Linked DNA regions of Hordeum vulgare: region 2 is linked to region 1. Evidence: chromatin contacts called from public Hi-C data. All regions are on one chromosome and are shown on one strand. The core of a region is the stretch at or near the end of the contact, and the rest is flanking DNA. Distances in the headings are between cores, read along the strand shown. Region 1 holds the start of LOC123424924 (rho GTPase-activating protein 7-like). Region 2 has its middle 80 kb from the start of LOC123424925.

Region 1 (7,917 bases), core at 1,712-4,211:
AAAAATCTATAAATTTGCCGTTTGAAAAACAGTAAACTACTAAACTTTAAAGATTGCCATGCCATCGGAAACCATAACACTATACTTGACTATTTTGTCAAAGCGTTTGTTTTGCAATACAAAATAAAACGAATTAGCAATGACAAAAAAATATTCATATATTCTCAGGAAATCTATCTCTCGAGTTTGCTATGTACCAAAAGCAAATAAGAATATATTGACATAGCGGCATTTCGCTGGTAAAATTCATGTTAAGAACATATGCATGTCAATGAAAATTGCTAGTGGCAAGGAATACTTTATGAAACCTATGTGTTGTAATAAAAGTTGTCATGGCAAAAACCCATTTCAACACATATGCATTTCAATACTTTGTGAACATACACTTTGTTTGCCTCTTGAAGGACCGTCTCAATCACCTGCCTCACGGCCCGCAGCCACCCCCTTTGCAAGGAGAGCTTGTCGGCACTCCCACATCGCCATCATCCGTGATGAGAGTGACGATATCTCCGCCAGGCGGAATGTGGTTCCCGGGGGGAGAAAAAGCATCCAACGACAAGGAGAAGGGAGCCACAACGCCAAAGTTTTGGATGCTTCTGCGTGAAGGGTGTGGCCTATGGCGAACAAAGCCCCGTATGTTTGGGATGTGATGGTTGTTCGCCCGACAAAGCAGGACACGAGCCGACGCAAGAAAGAGCACGAGGAGCAGGATGACTTGGGCGCGCCTTAGCGAGAGAGCCGTGGCGGTAGAGGCGAATTCGATTTGTATAGGAGAAGTAGAGAGAAAAACGGAGAAGGCATGCTAGTGGGGGGGGGGGGGGGGGAGGTGGGGAGATTGGATGGGGGAGTGGATAGGATAATGCGCTTGACTGATTATATTTGAGCGAACGTACGTGTTTGTTGAAGTCTCCGCTACCGTTTTATGATTTGTGTGTCAGTTAAATAGTTCGCTCGAGAATTGTTTAATCCCGATGTCAGATTTATAATATTTCTGAAACCACAAAACTAAAAGCATCATAAATCGTCATGCGTAATTGAGCTATAACTATTCCTCGATCCATTGAGAAATAACAAACCCGCGAGAATTTTGGTGCAACAGTGGAGCTACTATTGCAGTCAACCATTTCCATACGAAATAGTAGCCATGCCATTTTTCTGTTACATAAATTGCAAATTAGCTCGGCGACAATAAAAATACTTTGTCTGGTATAGATCTGCACACCACTACCCTTAAAACGGATGTCATCCAACTGGGTGTAGCTTAGATCTTCACCTTTTTTTTAAAGAAATCAGTCCATCAAGGTTTAAGTCTTAAAATTAACATCAATGCTTATATTTTTCTGTATTTTATTTCAGTCTTTTTGTTGATGTCCATGATCATTCCATGGAATGAGATGTCCTTCACGACCACGAGGCGCCGTGTGGACTCAAGATGTCGTGCTCTATATCCATCGCCCACCCACTTGACTCACTCGAGATGTTTCCAAGATTAACATCGTCACACATCAAATCAAGGAGTTCCATATCCATCCACAAATCGCTTTCCCCGCGGTTACGAAGGAGACGCACACAACAAAACACGCGCATTCACATGACACGAGCGCCTCCACCAGTCACGCGCCGCTGCGCTGCCATTGACGAGGACCGCACCGGGCACAAACCAGCGAGTGGCTCCCACTAAACTCACACACGGTAATTAATCAAACGCCCCCGTGGGAACAAACACACCAGGTCCAGGTCCAACTTGCTCTCCTCCTCACAACAACAGGCACATTACTCGTCTCAGATTCCCCTCAGCAAACCCGCCGCAGAGGAAGCACCAAAACAAATGGATCGCCATCAGTTCGCTACGGCGCCACCAGCCAAAAGCTCACCCAGCTAGCATAGCAAAGCCCTCCTCCATCCATCCATCCAAACGGTGGTGGTCCTTCAGGCCAGGCGGGCCCGGCCCGGCCCGAAAGCCGCCCAGCCCTGCCCCATCCAACTCGGTGGGCAACTGTAGCAGGTAGAAATAACAAGCAAGAAAACGTTTTTTTCTACAGAGAACATCCCGTTGTTTTATTTTATCCCACCGCTGTATCTGCGTCGCACCTACTCTACTCTGCTCTCTCTGGCCGGGTCGCACCTAATCCCTGCCTGCCCCTGCCGAAGCCCTCCCCGACGGCTCACGCGATGCCAAGAGCGGCTCTCGGGAAACGTATCGATGCTCTGCGCACCGTTGCTGTTTCTGTTGATGTTCCGTCTTAATAAGCTGCCATTACAGTTTTACGGGTGTCACATTGCAGCATGGTTGATGGCCGGGATGGATGGATGCGCTGGGCAGTCAGTGCGGCCCGGCCAGATTTATCATTTATGGAATTGTACCTCGTAGATTTATTTGCTGCGTACAACAATGTTGTTGCCGCCATGAAAACTGTCGCTTCCCACCACCTACCAGATACAAGTACGCCACGAGCCCTCGTGCATGCCATTCGGAACTTTTTTTTTTTTTTTTTGCTTCAGTTTTAGTGGTTGGATCGGTCTCTGCTGTAATAACATTCCGGTGAGCCTTGTGTGGCTCGTACGTGGAGTATGTATATATATCGAACAAAAAGACGTGATTAGACGATCGAACCATATAGTGGATGCATTCTTTTGTGGCAAATGCATGGAGCCCAGGAGACGAACCAAACCAAGCTACCAGCCGTAAAGCATCGGCCATGTGTATTTTGTGTTGGTCACGCTTCATTTCCCAACCATTTTTGTGCCCAAGGAAAAACGAGGTGGCGATCTAGTTTAAGGTAATAGATGTCTAGATCCATCCAGAGGGGCAAAGGCAGGATAAGGCGGAAAGGTTAATCTAAAGCAAGTGTGGACAGCGCGGCATCGTGGCTAAAGAAATCGAGAAAGCTTTCGGAGCAAGCTCCCCCCACCCCACCCCTACCCTACCCCCCACCCCCCGCACAAGCACAACCAAAGTGGAGTGGACTCCCCCCAAACTCCTCGCAGACCGGAGAGAGAAAATTTACACAGAGAGAGAGAGAGAGGGGAGAGGAGGGAGGGATCACGGCGGGCAGGCGGGCAGCCCGTGTGTGCGTGCGTGCGGTCGCGTAATCGCTGTCGCATTCGCTCCTCCACCTCCACCTCCACCCCCTCTCCTCAGCGGCAGCGGCACCTCCGAAAAAACCCGAGCACCAAATCCTAACCACCGCCTAATCCCCGCTGCGCGTCGCGGCGCTTCCACCGCACGCCAGATCGGTGGCGCGGGCCTGGATCCAATGCGGCCGCCGCTGCTTCTGTGCTAGTGGCTGCTGCGGTGGCGGCGCTGGCTGGCTGGCTGCTGCGGACGATCTGAGGAGGAGGAGGAGGCGCGGCGGGGATGGCGGCTACGGCGGGGGCGGCGCCGAGCGGCGGCCCGGTGAGTGGTTTCCTCCCCTCCTGTGTGCGCTCCCTCGCCCTCGGATTCCTCGCTTGCGTTTGGGGGAGATGCTGTTTTTTTTTGGCGGGGGGATGGGGTTGGGGTTTGGGGTATCTGACGCCGCCCGGCCGGGAGATGCTCTGCTTTGGCGTGCGGGCTGGTGCTTCACTGTTTCCGTTTGTGGAATTTTCGGGGTTGAGCTCTGGGAGGCGAGATGGGGCCGAGGAGCAATGCGGCTCAGGGGTGGTGTCATGTGTGGCTGCTCTGATGCGAAAGGCAACAGAGCGATGGATGGTGCGAGCTTGCTGCGGCCTCTGTTTTTTTGGCTGAACTTGAGAGTGTATGTCCTAGTATTGCTCAACCATAAGCGGATGGGCCGCAGGACCGATTTAATTTCGCTTGGAGTATAGCTGATTAGTGATTAATACGGCACATGAATGCCGATGGAACTGTTTGGAGGTGGTTACATTTAAGGAAAATAGGTGCATTCAAACGAGGAACTGCTTCTGTGTGTCGAATTGGTTTCAGGGATGTGCCCCATTAGATAAACAAGGATTTGTAGTGCACGGGGATTTTAATTTCAGGAGCATGGTCAAGAATTTGCTGTAGTTTTTCCTCCTTCCGTTTTTGCACGCATAGGGGAACAAGCTGCGTACATTCATTCGGCTATTTGGAGAGCTTCCACCCGTTCCGAAATGAGTGACGTCTCATTATTCAATTTGTTCATTATTCAATGTATCAGATATGTAGGTTCCTGTTGAACTATCGCTTTAACAGTGTTACGTTTATATCTGGGTAATGAGTACCCAGTTGACTGACTTCTAAGCATTCAAGATACTGTTATGTGTTATCATTAACTCTTCGTGCTGTTTCTGACATCAAAATTACCTCATAACCAGGTATTTAAGAGTGGCCCTCTCTTCATATCATCCAAAGGTAAAATTGTTTACATCACACATTAGTTAACTGTCCTTTTGGGGTCATAGCAATGCTGCTTACCTTATTCCTTTTGAAGCAAAGCTACGTATATAAGTGTCTACATTAAGCATTTACACTTGTCTTTAGTACCATTGTTAAAAGGTAACAGTAGTGACTTTCTTTCTCTTTGTTCTTGAAAAATCATCATCAAGAAGAAATGGATTATATGCAGAGCTAAAACATATATGTCTTGTTGATGCTGCTGCTGAAGGTTTCTCTGTATTAGTACAAAAAATAAATAAGATGGGGGCTAGATCATGACGAGTTGCTTGTATTTTCTCTCGCTCGAGAAATCACGAAAGTCCCGTGCCTTGAATTGTTAGAAAGAAGAGTTCATAATTACAGCCCAATACCCATACAACACTAAGCAAGAGCACTAGTTCCTGTTGGCAGGATCTGCCGTAACCCTGTCGCACCTGCTGTTTCTCAAGACCTTGCTTCCACCTGAATCTGTATGAGCAAGCACACGATATTTGGTTGGTTTCCATCGAGGACACATGCATTCCAGCTGAAAAGCATTGATACGGTGACACGGACACGGTGACACGCATACGGGGACACGGGATACGGCTTTTTCCAAAAACAGCCCATCGGGGACACGACAAGTATATATATAAAAAATATAAATATCCATGTAATATAGAGTTAAAGACAGAAAAAGAGAAAGAAATACTGCTCCATTTGTTGTCTGTTGCCTCCTATTTCAATTGAAGTGCTTGATTGACCATCCAAACCAAATCCATGTCATTGCATCGTGCAAAACACATCAAACAACAGTCTATTAGAGAGATAAATCATAATAATCTAAAGTGGTACTTGACAAACAGCAAAGAAGTTTGCTTACCCAATCTGCAATGCTAGCTCCCAATAGCTCCCAATACTTCAATAGCATTTAGAAGCATAATACAAACCAAAGAACCAGACTCCAATAGCAAACAGTTCAAATGGCCTTAGTCTAACAATTTAAGAGTGCATTACATAAATGGTAGAAACATAAATTAAATAAGCTCCTAGACAGCTAGGCTGATGGCTGAAGCTTGATGGATAAAGAGACTCAAGTGAGAGAATCTATTATCTCCTCCTCCAAAGCTGGTTCATCAAGTGAAAGATCTACACCTTCAAGCATGCCCACACCACCAATGAACCAAGTAGCAGCAGCAATAAACATTCAATCAGCAAGGATACAACAGGAACTACAGCAAGCATCAAAAGCAACACCAACCAACAGATTCATAGCAAGTCGATTCATACAGATGAAAGAAAGAGGTCGAGGACTCGAGGTTACCTGCTCCGGCTTGGTTTCCATTGAGGGGAGAGGCGGTTGCACTTGGGGAACAACGGCGGTTAGGTGCAGGAGGCGACGGCGACTCCATAGGAGCTGGCAGCGACGAGTCCAGTCCAGCAGCTCGCGGCGGCGAGTCCAGTCCAGCAGCTCGCGGCGGTGGCGAGTCCAGGAGCTGGCGGCAGCGAGTCTAGGAGCGGGGAATCCCTATTTCTGGTGTGGACGAGGAGGTTTCGAGCGACGAGCGCTCCTTTTGTATCGCCCGTGCATGAATCTGCAAAAAAAGAACAAGTTTTTCTGTCGGGCCGAGGCCAAGTTTGGCCTCACGTGTCCGCTACGTGTCCTGTACGTATCCCAGCCGTGTCACACCGTTTTTTTTAATTCGTATTTCGTGAAATACAGTGGCATACGCGTGTCACAGCGTATCTCCGTGTCCTTCCGTGTCAGCACCGGGATTCGGCTGGTTCTGCCGTGTCCGTGCTTTTTAGCATTCCAGTGCTTCCAGATCAACCATGTGGTGAGCTGTCTCATGATTGCCGTTCCATCCCCTTGAACCGTCGATGCAGAACTGATTGCCAGCCTCCACCACTCAGAAATGTTGAGTTGCTTGTATTCACATCGTGAATCCGTTGGTTGAATTGGACTGTAGATTGGAGCCACAGATGGAAATGCATCAATTCATAATACCATTATGGCATTATAGTTAGCTGTGTTTCCTGTCCATGTGGGGAAGTTCCACATGGGGCCCATTCCCAGTTTCCTTAACATGTTTTCAACATCACAGCCATCCATATCTGTTACAGGCCCAAAGTAAGAGAGGGAGCTATAGGTTCTATATTGTTTGTGACCAAGTTAGAATCTGTGTTGTTGGTTTCCTTTTAATACCCTTTCTCTTAATAGTTCCTGAGTCTGCCATAAATTTTCAAGTAGTTTAGTTGTATCCTGATACCTGACTAAAATTTCAGTCGTATCATGAAATTAAAAATTAATACAATTAAATAATTTTCTATGAGATATTCGGAAACCCTAAACCGAATCTTGTATAGGGTAATTCTCATAGTTTATTTCTCATTCTAGTTATTCGATTTGTTTGATTTGCGCTTAATCCCTCTACTATATGGGTTATGTCATGAATTTTTATCAATATAGTATGTGCATATTCTTATCATTAAAAGGAAAATCAGAATTTTTCCTATTTATATTGTTATACAGTTTTATTTTTCTTTTACCTGAAAATGAATGTTGCTTATATGATTTCCAGGAATCGGATGGAAATCTTGGAAAAAGCGTTGGTTCATCCTCACCCGAACATCGCTGATTTTCTTCAAGAATGATCCTGTTAGTAATTTAATTTTTGCCCATAATGCGGATATAGATATTATGTATACTGGAAAGCATAAATTAAGAAGATTTATCAGACCAGAAATTGTTTTTCGTTTTGCTTTTTGGTCCAATATTTCGGAACTGGATCTAGTATAATATCCAGCTAGATGCTTTAATCATATCTTGGTCACTGCCAATATGTAATAGTCTGGTTTGTTGTTCTAACTTTTTTCATATGTCCTGACATGTATGTGTGTATACCAAGATCAATATCTTGTGCGAGTATACACTGTCTTGAATTTAGTGCTGAATAGCTGAATGGTTACTTTGGCTTTGCTGTTTCCAGTCTTCTTTTAGAGTGGTACTTTTTTGTTAGTTCAATCTCAGTGACATCTTCTCAGTGCTTGCTGCTTGATGTGATTGCAGCTTTATTTCTTTTGTTCTGGTTTGCACCAACTTCTCATGTGGTCCTTCACTTGAAAAGTAAAAAAAATATACCGAATTATGTTCAGTACTTGATGCTTAGCTGGCTTTAACCTGCTTATTCTTGTTCTTGCCCTACTTACCCCGTGAATGCTGTTTAAGGGAACTACTTGTTAGATATATTGTACCATCCATTCATTGGTCCGTCTTATGAGTTAATTCTCACTTCCTTGACTTATGCTTGTTCTTGACATTGCAGAATACCTTACCCCAAAGAGGTGGTGAAGTGAATGTTACTTTGGGAGGAATTGACTTGAATAATTCTGGGAGGTACGTGTCCTAGATTTTCTTCTTCTTTAGTTTATATTTTGGTTCCTTTTGCAACAATATTGTTGTGTTAAATGTTATTCATGGCCAGTGAAAAATGAGTCCTTGTTCTTTTGCTTTTTTCCCGGTGTCATACTAACTGTATTTCCCGTTCACAGTGTAGTGGTCAGGGAAGACAAAAAGTTGT
Region 2 (7,917 bases), core at 2,641-5,140, 160 kb before region 1:
TTATAATCGGAGCCGCGTGATGGTTAACTCCTCCCAACCTTGTTCCTAGGGGCATACGAGTAGTGCTTTGATTCGAGAGAGCTAATAAAATCTTGCAATAAGTATGTGAGTTCTTTGTGACCAATGTGAATCCATGGATATACGCACTCTTACCTTTCCGCAATTTGCTAGCCTCTACGATACCGTGCATTGCCCTTTCTCACCTCGAGAGTCGGTGCAAACTTCGCAGGTGCATCCAAACCCCGTGATATGATACGCTCTATCACACATAAGCCTTATTATATCTTCCTCAAAACAGCCACCATACCTACCTATTATGGCATTTCCATACACATTCCATGATATATTGCCATGCAACTTCCACCGCTTCCGTTTTGATGACTTGAGCATTCATTGTCATATTGCTTTCCATGATCGTAAGATAGCTAGCATGATATTTCCATGGCTTGACCGTTTTTTATGTTCGTGCTACACTAGATCATTGCACATCCTGGTACACTGCTAGAGGCATTCATATAGAGTCATACTTTGTTCTAGGTATCGAGTTGTAATATTGAGTTGTAAGTAAATAGAAGTGTGATGATCATCATCAGTCATTATTAGAGCATTGTCCAAGTGAGGAAAAGATGATGGAGACTATGATTCCCCCACAAGTCGGGATGAGACTGAGGACAAAAAGAAAAAAAAGAGAAAGGAAAGAAAAAAAAAAGAGAAGGGGCATGCTAATTCGACACTTGTGCTTCAAAGTAGCATCATGTTTTTCATATGAAGAGTCTCCTATGTTGTCACTTTCATATACTAGTGGAAATTTTTCATTATAGAGTTTGATGCACACCCACTTAGTTTTCATGTTGAGCTTTCATACACTTACAGTTCTAGTGAATCCGTTGCATGGCAATCCCTACTCCCCGCATTGATATTTGTTGATGGGCATCTCCATAGCCCGTTGATACGACGAGTTGATGCAAGACTTTCTTCTTCACTTTTACCCCTTTGAAACCTACCACCATATTGTATTCCACCTTTATGCTATATCCATGGTTCATGCTGATGTATTGAGTGAGTAATAAAAAGCTCAAGCGTGTTGAAAAGTATGATCCAATTGCTTGATTTGACACCAGGGTGATCATGATTTATACCTTATGCTAGGAAGACCAAGCATGAGAGGCTATATGATTTTGTAGGAATATCTTTCATTAGCATTGTTATTTTGAAAGGACATGATTGTTTGCTAGTAAACCTGAGTATGTATATCTTTTTGTCAAATGATAGACTATTGCCTTGAATCACTCGTATCTTAATATTAATGATATGATTAGATATATGATCAAGATTATGTTAGGTAGCATTCAACATCAAAAAGGACGAGCAGGAATTAAGCTTGGGGATGTTAATACGTCTCCGTCATCTCTATAATTTTTGATTGTTACATGCCAATATTATACAACTTTCACATGTTTTGGCAATATTTTATATGATCTATTGGACTAACATATTGATCTAGTGCCAAGTATCAGTTCCAGTTTGTTGCATTTTTTTTTGTTTCGCAGAATGTCCATATTAAATGAAGTCTAAATGCAATAAAAATTTACGGAGAATTATTTTGGAATATATGAGATTTTTTGAAGGTGGAATCAACGCAAACGGAGGCCCACGGCCTTCACTAGGTACAAGGGTGCGCCACATATCCCCTCGCCCGGGGTGGTGCCTAGTGGCCACCTCATAAGTTAAATGAATTTTGGGACTTCCCACTCGGGGATCTAAGCGCCTGTTGGCATTCCTCACGCTCGTAGGGGTGCTTAGCGGGCGGTCCCAATAACCTGCTCGAGGGGAACGCGAAGAAGAAAAAAAATATATAGCAATACTAAATGCTATAGGGGATCGCAACAATTCGGCCATGAGTTTGAATTATTGTGATCCCTTCGCACTAATGAGTAGACCAAACTAACATTGTTGATATCCCTCAAAACAAACAAAACTAACCTTGCTGACTACTAGAAGAAATAAATGCTACTTAACCTTTTCCTTTAGTAAAACGCTAACATATACCCAATATATCATCTGAATAAACACATAAATTCGGAAACAAGTTCACCAACTTTTAAGAATGTTCATAAAATTGAAAAAAGTTCATCGAATTCGAAAAAAGTTTATCAAACTTATAAAAGTTCATCAAATTTGAAAAATGTTAATCGGTTTTGGCAAAAGTACATTGAATCTGAAATTAGTTCATCGAATTCGAAAAAACGTTCATCGGTTTTGAAAAAAGACATCGTTTTCTAAAATAAAGTTAATTAAAATTGGGAAATTTTTCATCATTGTTTTTAAAATAAAGCTCATTCAAATTTGAAAAAGTTCATTCAACTTAGGAAAAAGAATAAAATTGTACATAATTGTTATAAATAAAAAGAATATTGAAGAAGAAAAAGACATAGAAGAAAAGAGTGAAGAAGAGGAAACTGAACACTTGGGATGATCGTTGTTTGGTGGTTAGTGCAGCGTCATGTCGATCAGAAGATCTCTAGTTCGTATCTATCCTATCGCCACTCATTTAAATTTTAGAAAACAAAAAACAAAGATCAGATGGGCCGAGCTTGCCAATTTTAAAAATGCTACTTGCCGTTTGTTGCGTCAAGCTGCTTCTGGTAATGGGGAACTTCTAGAACATTTCCTGAACCGGGTTTTCCTTTGATTGATTTTTATTTTTTTTATTTTTCTCATTTTTTCCTTTTGTTTCTATTTCGTTCTTTTATTAACTTAAAATTTGTGCACAATACGAAAAATTTCAAGGTTTCAAAATTTGTGCATAATTTGAAAAATGTTCATGGTTTCAAAATTTGTTCACAATTCAAAAAAGTTTATGGCTTTAAAGTTTGTTCACAATTTGAAAATTGTTCACAATTTTATAAAAAAATTCACGAAATGAAATTTGTTTAGAATTCAAAATATATCGGTTTGAAAGAAAAATATTTGCAATTTTATAATCTCATTCACGCATTTTAAAGTTGTTCATGTTTTAAAATTTGTTCAGAATTCCAAATTTTTTTGAAATTTCAATATTTGTTTGCAGATTTGAAAAATGTTCATAATTGTATAATTTTGCTCACGAATTTAAAATTTGTTCACAATTCAAAAAATCTTTAGAGTTTCAAAAATTGTTCAAAATTCGAAATTTGTTAATGTTTAAAATTTGTTCACAATTTGAAAAATATTCAAGGTTTTAATTTTTTTCGCAGATTCAAAAAATGTTCGTGATTTTACTCATGTTTTAAATTTGTTCAGAATTCGATAAATCTTTATGGTTTCAAAATTTGTGTAGAATTCATAAAATATTCACAATTTTGTAATTTTCTTCACGAATTTGAAATTTTTTCATGTTTCAAAAAAAAATTCACAATTCAAAACATGTTCCTGGTTTCAAAATTTGTGAACATTTTGTTTTTGAATTTTTGAACAAATTAAAAATTCAAGAACATATTTTGGAATTTTGAACAAAGCATTCAAAAACACGGAAAAAAGGAATTGTTTGGTTCTTCGTTTGTACTGGTTCTTGTAAGCTTGCATTGTTATGTAATCACTAGCTCATACTCCCTCCGTCCCAAAATTCTTGTCTTTAATTTTTCTCGATATTAATGCATCTAGTCATGTATTAGTATTTAGATACATTCATTTCTAGATAAACTAAGACAAAAAGTTTTGGACGGAGGGAGTATTATATATGTTGGCTATCACGAAAAGTTTTTTTTGCAGGAGGTCTCATGTTCAATCTTCGGTAATGCTTTATTTTTTGCAAATTTATTGTGGCAAATCGGTGGCACACTCGATTCCCTCATTAGCCATTGGGCCGACCCAATTAGGGCCCCTATGCGTTTATGCTGTTTATCCTGTAGTCTGCCGCAAGAAGTGGCGGATAGGAGGTCCCGGGACCTCCTATATGCCACTCTCTGCGAGAAGGAGTTACCGTTTTGCACAGGCGGGTTTGTGACTGGGCTGACCCATGAAGACATGATCGAATGATGTACTGTAGCTCAAAAAAGTATTGCAACCACGGGGATTCAAACACAGGATCGAATGCTTTACACGAAGTGTTACTACCACATAAGCTAGGAGTCATATCTGGTCAAAATGGGAGCATCAGTCCTAAAGAACAAACACACCGTGCACATCCAAGTTAGTTACAGTGTCGCGCGCCTACTGGACCCGCCCTGTGCGTGGGAGGGACTCCCTGCCGCAACGAGCGACAGGTAGGAGTTGCCCAATTTTTTGTATCGGTTAATTTTCAGTAGCCGTTAGATGGACCAGGCCAAAGCGCGTGATTGGAGAATTTTTCAATTAGTGAGCCTAGTAAGCGAACATATTTTTTCTCTTATTAATCTTATTTACATTTTAAAATGGAAAAATATTATATTTAAAATTTAAAAGTTCATTGCACGTTAAAAACAAAGTTAATGTTGCGTTAAGAAATGTTAGCATAATATGTTTCCAAATATGGCACTAAAAAAGCTTGTTGTATTTCACAAGTATTCATGTTTTTCAAAACAATGTACGTTACATTTTCATAAATGTTTATACAATATAAAAATGTGCATATAACCCAAGCAAATGCTTCGTACCATTTGAAAACTGTTCAAGAGTTTCAAAATATGTTCTATGATTTTTATAAAATGTATATATAATTTTAAAAAATGTCCGAACAATTATAAAAATGTTTGTACCATAAAAAATGTTTCAACTTGTATTTGATGTTTTTACATTCTAAAATATATTCAAAAGCATGTATTCCGAAAATGTTAATTGTGTATAAAAATGTTTATATTTGTACCAACAATATACAATATGTTTGAAACAAATAGATATCAAAAGATATATATAAGAAAAAGGTTGATCATGCATTAAAAAATGATAAAAGCGCATACAAAAAATATACTTTGTGTATGAAAATCTAAACATCAAAGCATTTTTGTTAAACATTAATCATGTATTTGAAAAATATTAAATTAAAAAATGAATGGATGTATACGAAAAATGTACAATGTGTACGAAAAATGTAGTCATCTGTTGAAAAAAGGAAAAAATTAAAAAGAGGAAGAAAAACAAGGAAAGACAATGCAAAACGAGAAAGAAACAAAGAAAAATGAAGAAGAACCCAAAGAAATCCAAAAAAACCAGTGAAAACAATGAAAAAACGATAAAAACACATGAGAAAAACCCGCACCTAGAGATGAGACATAGCAACATCTCGTAACGGACGAGACACACCTCCCACGCCTCGAGTCCTCCTCCGATGCCAACCTAATCCCTCCAACAAGGATGGCAGGTTAGAATCCCCCCACTCAATGTACCTATCCAATTGAGATAGAAGGTTCGATGTTAGGCTCGCAGAAGACAAAGATACGCACATGTGACCATAGGTCGGGACTAGTGCACCAAGTTCCAAGTACGATATCAAAGACGTATTTGCAAGTATGAGAACCATATTGAAGCACTTCCTCGCTTTACGGACTATTATGAACATGGTCATCAAGTTTAGGGGGGCAAATATGCATTTTACTCTATACACACAAGGATGCCTTCCTATGTAAGTGCATATTTTTATATATATTTTTTCCTTTTTTTTCTTGTAGAATCACGAGCCCTGAGTATCGCCCACTTGTAATAATCACTCTATTCAAGTTTGTAAGGCCTCCTCGCATCTTGAGCCTAAGATCGTTTTCGAGATCAATCCTATTTTAGAGCGTTCGAAAAAAACCTCCCACAACTAAACTTGTAATAAAACAAATTGGCGGGCCAAATAAAAGGGAGGGCAAACCGCGTATTTGTGGCACGCGGGCTGGTGCCACAAACCAAAAACAACCATGTGCGAATGCCCAACCGCTACCCCCCTCCTCTCGTCGCGCCACCTTTGCTCCTGAAACCATCGTCATGTTTTCGCCAGCCGTTGACACTATGGTCGGTGTGCATCCCTGCTACTCGTAAACCGTTTGGGTTTTCCCCAAAGAGGAGGGGAGATGCAACATAGTAGAGATAAGTATTTCCCCGAGTGAGAACAAATGTTATTGAACCAATAGGGAATCATGCAAACCTTCTTTAGGAGCACCTACACACAGGGAACCAAACACTTGCATCCAAAGCGGACAAGAGGGTGGTCAAGCCCCTTGAATTCATTTTTTTAGTGTAAGACAGTAGGAAAGGCTCCTACTGCATGTATATATAAGCAAGCTGTCAATGTTACATGTACATGAGGGGGGGGGGGGTGGTTGAGGGTTTAACACCACTAGGGGGGATCAACAAAGAAGCAAGAGTGTTGTCCACTAGATGTGCCTTGCTAGCTGGCACCCTATGTCTAAGGTTGGAGAAGTCCTTTACAAATCTATGTCTCCAAGAGTCTAGAGAAGGTGTCACATTCTCAAAGCATTTGTTGTTTCTTTCTTTCCACAGACTCCAAGCTGCTACCAAGAAGATCTCCATGAACATCTTCCGGGGATGCGTCATCTTCTGGTGTTGCAACACCTCCAGCCTATGATCAAAAGCATCCCATCTAATCCCTAACAGCTCCGAGCAACTTTTGCTAAACCCACATCCAAAGAAGAGATGTTCAAGTGTCCCCTCCACATGGCGGACACACAGCAGACAATCCAACATGGATCCTATATTATAGTGTCTTCTTTTGAGCATATTTCTTGTGTTAAGCCTATCCATCAGCAGGAACCAACCAAACACCTTGATCTTCAGCGTGCATTTTGATTTCCACAACCAGTCGTAAGCTGCATGGGCTGTTGGGGAACGTCGCATGGGAAACAAAAATTTTCCTACGCGCACGAAGACCTATCATGGTGATGTCCATCTGCGAGAGGGGATGTGTGATCTACGTACCCTTGTAGACCGTACAGCAGAAGCGTTAGTGAACGCGGTTGATGTAGTGGAACGTCATCACGTCCCTCGATCCTCCCCGCGAACCGTCCCGCGATCAGTCCCACGATCTAGTGCCGAACGGACGGCACCTCCGCGTTCAGCACACGTACAGCTCGACGATGATCTCGGCCTTCTTGATCCAGCAAGAGAGACGGAGAGGTAGATGAGTTCTCCGGTAGCGTGACGGCGCTCCGGAGGTTGGTGATGATCTTATCTCAGCAGGGCTCCGCCCGAGCTCCGCAGAAACGCGATCTAGAGGTAAAACCGTGGAGATATGTGGTCGGGCTGCCGTGGCGAAAGTTGTCTCAAATCAGCCCTAAAACCCCACTATATATAGGAGGAGGAGGGGGAGCCTTGCCTTGGGGTCCAAGGACTCCCAAGGGGGTCAGACGAACCAAGGGGGAAGGTCTCCCCCCCAAACCGAGTCCTACTTGGTTTGGAAGGTGGAGTCCTTCTTCCCTTTCCCACCTCCTTCTCTTTTTTTTCTTTTCTCTTTGATTTTTCTTCCAATGCGCATAGGGCTCTTTTGGGCTGTCCCACCAGCCCACTAAGGGCTGGTGTGGCACCCCCAATGCCTATGGGCTTCCCCGGGGTGGGTTGCCCCCCCGGTGAACTCCCGGAACCCATTCGTCATTCCCGGTACATTCCCGGTAACTCCGAAAACCTTCCGGTAATCAAATGAGGTCATCCTATATATCAATCTTCGTTTCCGGACCATTCCGGAAACCCTCGTGACGTCCGTGATCTCATCCGGGACTCCGAACAACATTCGGTAACCAACCATATAACTCAAATACGCATAAAACAACGTCGAACCTTAAGTGTGCACACCCTGCGGGTTCGAGAACTATGTAGACATGACCCGAGAGACTCCTCGGTCAATATCCAATAGCGGGACCTGGATGCCCATATTGGATCCTAAATATTCTACGAAGATCTTATCGTTTGAACCTCAGTGCCAAGGATTCGTATAATCCCGTATGTCATTCCCTTTGTCCTTCGGTA

What was found. A called contact is a pair of places that touch in the nucleus more often than the background predicts.
Region 2: a contact with region 1 is called in a Hi-C map of leaf, with 3 times the contacts expected there. The contact joins the enhancer-like site here to the promoter of LOC123424924 in region 1. A contact is called at or near these places in 4 of 6 Hi-C or Micro-C datasets (leaf, seedling and an unstated tissue).

What each region holds. Positions count from the first base shown.
Region 1 is chr2H:57,075,998-57,083,914 of MorexV3_pseudomolecules_assembly, reverse strand. LOC123424924 (rho GTPase-activating protein 7-like) reads left to right here and starts at 2,961. Exons shown (of 22, transcript XM_045108610.1): 1 at 2,961-3,397; 2 at 4,297-4,333; 3 at 6,919-6,995; 4 at 7,663-7,733; 5 at 7,889-7,917. The coding sequence starts at 3,359.
Region 2 is chr2H:57,235,959-57,243,875 of MorexV3_pseudomolecules_assembly, reverse strand. No RefSeq gene overlaps it. Among protein-coding and RNA genes, the nearest start is that of LOC123424925, 80 kb to the left of the region's middle. Within about 2 kb of position 3,890, at least 2 of the 3 cell types and tissues checked have open chromatin away from gene starts, as enhancers often do. A contact at or near this core is called in leaf, where this site is marked.